Linked DNA regions of Sus scrofa: region 1 is linked to region 2. Evidence: chromatin contacts called from public Hi-C data. All regions are on one chromosome and are shown on one strand. Each heading gives the region's core, a stretch centred on a gene start, on an enhancer-like site or on the middle of the called end of the contact. The rest is flanking DNA. Distances are from core to core; before and after follow the strand shown.

Region 1 (2,700 bases), core at 123-2,622, 270 kb after region 2:
TTCCTTTTATTTGTGGAAAATTTTCTTGAATTATAGTGTTATCGAACCAAACTGGGAACTGTTTGCATGCACACAACACAGTAAGGCCAATCCACTGACAGTGGGTTGTGATGAAAAAAAGTGCAGTGTTTATTGCAGGGCACCAAGCTAGGAGTCCAGGGCAGCTAGTGCTCAAAATACTTGGATTCTCTGAAGGGTTTCTGGAAAGGCTTTTTAAAGTCCAGGTGATGGATGGAGGGGTGTCCCGGGTGTGTGATCAGCTTGTGCACAATTCTGTGGTTGGTTGATGTGAGGTGACAGGGTGGTGTTCTAGGGGTTAACATTATCAGTCCTTAGGCTTCAGTAGGCCTGAGGGCTCTGTGCTCATGGTCATCAGAAAGTTAACATTTTCTGTTTGGTGGGAGTTTTAGCATGTATAAAACAGTTCAGGAAATATGCACCAGATGCTGTTACCTAGGTGCTAGAGAGAAGCTAAAGCAAAGGATGTGGGGGAGGGATCTGTCCCTGGAAGGCCCTATAGGGTCCTACTCAGTTATAAAAAATGACAGCTTTATTGAGTTATAATTCACACATCATACAGTTTTCCCATTTGAAGTGTATAGTGCACTGATTTTTAGCATATTCACAGCTGTGCAGCCATTACGAAAATCAATTTAGAACATTTTCATCATGTCAGAATGAAACCCTTTCAGCTATCATTCCCCATTTTTCCTCACTCACTTAGCTCTAGGTAACCCCTTGGATTCTAGTTTTAAATGTTAATTGTTTCATTATTTGTGTGTGGGTGTGTTTAGAAACTCCAATTATACATAGGTATTCTGTTTTTCTTCCATTTCTACCACTTCTCTGTTTCCCATTTTGTGTCTTTATCTCATTTTCATTCTCTTAGGTTATTTCCCTGCTTTTCTTCAATGCCTCTTTTTCATTTTTCGTTTGAATTTATCATTTTGGGGGCATTGTAAGTTACTTTCATTTCTATTATAATCTTATTTTTATTTTCTCAGTTAAATCTTATTCATTTCTTTCTGCTTTTGGTGTATGTCCTTTCTTGAGTTTTGAATTTCTGATTCAAAGCATATAAAAAATAACATCAAATACTTGTTTGAACATACTTAGTTCAGTTTGGAGTACTCTTTTCAATTAGATTCCATAAGAGCAGTATGCCAGAACACACTAAGACGTACATGGTGTATAATAAATTTATTTTTCTCATAACTATTGACATATACTTACTGCCATTTTTTATCTTCTTTGATGAGGTGTCTGTTCATGTCTTCTTTCCACTTTTAAAATTGTCTTCTTCTTTTTTTTAATGGTCTCACCTGCGGCACAGGAAAGTCCATTGGCCAGGGATTGAGTACAACCTTTGCCTCAGCTACAGCTTTGGCAGTGCCAGGTCCTTTAACCCACTGCACCAGGCCTGGGATCAAACCTATGCCTCCTAAGGATCCAAGCCATTGCAGTTGGATTCTTAACCTGCTATGCCACAACAAGAATTCCACTTGTTCATTTTCTTACTAAGTTTTAAGAGGGTTTTTTGGGGGTGGTGGTTATATTTTGGCTAACAGTCCTTTATCAAATTTGTCTTTTGCAATTATTTATTCTAAGTGTGTGGTTTCTCTTTTCATTCTCTCTTGACAGTGTCTTTCACAGAGCAGGAAGTTTTTAATTTTAATGAATTCTGGCTTATCAGTTATTTCTTTAACAGATTGTGCCTCCAGTGTTTGTATCAAAAAGGTCTTCATCAGGGAGTTCCCATTGTGGCGCAGTGGTTAACAAATCCGACTAGGAACCATGAGGTTGCAGGTTCAATCCCTGCCCTTGCTCAGTGGGTTAATGATCCGGCGTTGCCGTGAGCTGTGGTGTAGGCCGGTGGCTACAGCTCTGATTAGACCCCTAGCCTGGGAACCTCCATATGCCGCTGGAGTGACCCAAGAAATAGCAAAAAGACCCAAAAAATAAATAAATAAATAAAAAGTCTTCATCATACTCAAGGTCACCTAGATGTTCTTCTGTGTGTTCCAGTATCATTTGTTGAAATTATCTTTGCTCCATTGTGTTGCCTTTGCTCCTCTGTCAAAGATTGGCTGACTGTATTTATGTGAGTCTCTTTCTGGACTCTCTCTTCTGTTTCATTGATCTATTTGTCTTTCTTTCAGCAGTAACCATGCACTGTCATGATTAGTCTTGCTTTACAGTAATTCTTGAAGTTAGGAAGTGTCAGTCCTTTGACTTTCTTCTTTTAATATTGTGCTGGTTATTCAAGAACTCTTAACCTCTTCATTGAGTTTCGTGTAGCTTCATTTGTTCTTTTTATTTTTTGTATCCTGTGACTTTGCTGATGTCACACGTTAGTCTACTTGTTTTGTATGTTCCTATGGAGTTTTTTTATAGACAGTCATGTCTTATGGATCCTTTCTGATATTTATGCCTTTTATTTCTTTTTCTTGCCTTATTGCACTTGCTGTGACTAGTGAAATTTTTATTGACTAGAAGTGTGACAATGGTTATTCTACTTTTGTTCTAGAGTACAGTGGAAAGTGTTTCATCTTTTACCATTAAGTATGATATTAGCTATAAAATTTTAAAGATACATGTCCTTTATCATATTAAGTTACCCAAGAGTTTTTAATCAAGTGGTTTTTGAATTTTGTTTTATGCCCTAAATGCATTTATCGAAATTATCATATAACTTCTCTT
Region 2 (2,700 bases), core at 11-2,510:
CTGTAATTGGTGTTTGCATACGGCTCAGGGAGGGCTGAAAATATCTCCACACTGATGGTTCTCCACAGGGATGGGGACAATTGGGGTATGACTTTCACTCAGATTGCATTTGCTTATGAGGGAGAGTTACCATAAGAAGATTTACAGGCTGCCCAACCCTCCGGACTTGCTACTTGGAACCTACTTAGCAGATTTAGATAAAAGTATAACCGTCCTAGGGAGTTTCCTTTGTGGTTTAGCAGAAAAAACGAAACTGATAGTAACCCCGAAGAGGCGGGTTCAATCCTTAGTCTCACTCCATGGGTTAAGGATCCAGTGTTTAGGCGAGGTGCTATGGTGTAGGTCGCAGAGGAGGCTCGCATCTGGCGTGGCTGTGGCGTAGACCCGCCGCTGTAGCTCTGATGAGACCCCTAGCCTGGGAACATCCGTATGCCACACCTGCGGCCCTTAAATACATACATACATACATACATAAAAGTATAACTGTCCTAGAGACAATAGTGGCAGGTGAAAACGACCAGGATCGAAGATGATGGTGGTCAAAAGATTTCGGTTCTACGTACGGGGAGCTTACTTAGAAAAATTGGGAAATTAAGAAACGTTTTACTTAATATGCAAATATATCTGAAGATCCCTTATGAAGCATGTGATAAACTCTCAAGGAGCTCTTCTCCTAGCCCAGCAACCCTGGCCGGTGGATCACCATGGGGCAGAGCCCCTGGGAAGCAGGAAACCAGCCTGGGCCTCCAGGGACTCACCCACGGCCGCAAGGGCGCAGCATTTTCCTCGCTAGGAGGCAGCATCGCGCCGAGGAACCGGCACCGGATCCACCAGCAGGATATGTAGCCCCGGACCGGTGCCCTTCCCGCCTGGCGCTCCCAGCTGAAAAGTGGGCGCGAGCAGAGCAGCCTAGCGGGATGGTTACCCGGCGGGTTAAATGATTAATGCCAGTTCGCCTTCTTGGTCTTTGGACAACAATCAGTGGGCACTCGTGACAAGCCAATTCGCTTCCCCTCCTGCTCCCGCAGAAATTTGGGGAGCCATAAGAGGCGGCGGGTCTCCCAGACCCGGAGGGGTCCCGGCTGAAGGGTTTCCTCAACTCCCCAAAGCCTGGTCGGTGGCTCGCCAGCTCGCGGCGCGCGGGGGGAACTACAGTTTCCAGAGTGCCCTGCGGCGATGGGCGGAGCCCGGCAGCGCCCGCAGCCAATTAGGGGGTCTCTGGGCGCTGCCGAAGAGCTGCAGGTGGAGCCGGGCAGGAGGGCGGGCGCGGGGCCGGGTACCCGGAACGCGTCCCGGGGCTGGCGGGTTGGGCGGGGGCGCGGCGCGAGCCGGGCAGGCATCGGGAGGCAGCCCGGGGACAGGACCGAGCGGGGGCGGGGACCACAGCCGCCTGCGCGGTTCCGGGTGCTCCCGCGGCGCTGAGCCCTGGGCGCACTTGACCCGTGTCCGGCTGCGGGGAAGGGCGGGTCTGGGGAGAACCCCAAGCGCCGCGGCGTCTCTCCAGCCCTTCCTCTTCGCGGCCGCCGGAGCCACAGCCCGAGCCCGAGCCGGCGCCACCTCGCCCCCCGGCTCGCGTGCCCCTAGCCATGGCTTTCGCCAATTTCCGCCGCATCTTGCGCTTGTCTACCTTCGAAAAGAGAAAGTCCCGCGAATACGAGCACGTCCGCCGGGACTTGGATCCCAACGAGGTGTGGGAGATCGTGGGCGAGTTGGGCGACGGTGCCTTCGGCAAAGTTTACAAGGTGAGGGCGCTGGGGTGTGGGTGGTTCGGGGCTCGCGGAGCGGTTCCGGAAGGAAGGGGCGCTGGCCCTGGTTAGTCTCGCTCACCGCTCGGGAGAGCGCAGAGGGGCTGCTTGGCCCTGAACTCAGGTTCTTGTCCTGGTGACCCTTGTTCTTTGGGGGAGGGGGTGCCCACGCTCAGCCCGACTGAGTCTCTGCGCACCCAACTCCCTCTCTGGGCAAGGCTGCTGCCCCGGGGCTAAGTTTCTGAGCACTTCCTGTGCGCCCCGCACGGCTCTCGGCTCTCGGCGCCGCAGGGGGAGACAAAGGGGCGCTTATAAGACTTTAGCATCCTCAGATGAGGCATCTGCGCTAAAGCTGGGATACTAGGTATACTTTTTAAGGGACGCCACCCAGAAGCTGTGAGAATGCCGAGGCGATGGGGACGGAGAAACACAGCTGCAGCTGAAAGGGTTGTGACCGGTGAAGTTGGGTAGGCACCTGAAGAGAAGCCAGAGATGCGAGATAGGAAATCGCGGTGGGGGGTGGGGGGAGGTGTAGAGTTCGAGGTTAGGCTTGGAAATGTGGACTGGGGCCGGCAGAGGGGTAGGTCAGGGCCTCGTGAATCCGGCGCTTGGGGGATCAGATTTGATTCTGTAGATGAGTCACAGCTGGGGAGTCTCCCAGGCTGCAGTCACCTTCCCTTAGGGGAATAAGAAGCGAGAGAGCTTTTGTGGAGGGGTGGGTGGGGGCAGAGCTGATTAATTCTAGACACGTTTGCCGCAGGTCATTGCCTGGTTCCCGGTGCTGTGAACAAATTCTGAGTTGCTGAGTCGCGTTAGGGACCCAAACACTTAGGACTTGACTCCACCCTTTCCCTGATTTCCTTTCGCCCAGGAAACCCTATGCTGAAAGAGACCCACATGTTAAAGCTGGTGGTACCTCCAGGAAGGCATCCCCTTCCCAAGTTACCATCCCCAA

The links. A called contact is a pair of places that touch in the nucleus more often than the background predicts.
Region 1: a Hi-C map of liver shows a contact between it and region 2, with 4 times the contacts expected there. The contact joins the enhancer-like site here to the promoter of STK10 in region 2. A contact is called at or near these places in 5 of 47 Hi-C or Micro-C datasets (fetal skeletal muscle, liver, omental adipose tissue and 1 more) and 1 of 2 datasets of contacts at active chromatin or transcription factors (alveolar macrophages).

The regions. Positions count from the first base shown.
Region 1 is chr16:52,270,894-52,273,593 of Sscrofa11.1, forward strand. All of the region lies in intron 2 of FBXW11 (F-box/WD repeat-containing protein 11), which reads left to right. Among named protein-coding and RNA genes, the nearest start is that of FBXW11, 60 kb to the left of the region's middle. Within about 2 kb of position 1,373, at least 2 of the 83 cell types and tissues checked have an H3K27ac peak or open chromatin away from gene starts, as enhancers often do. A contact at or near this core is called in liver, where this site is marked.
Region 2 is chr16:52,002,508-52,005,207 of Sscrofa11.1, forward strand. STK10 (serine/threonine-protein kinase 10) reads left to right here and starts at 1,261. Exons shown (of 19, transcript XM_021077114.1): 1 at 1,261-1,742. The coding sequence starts at 1,587.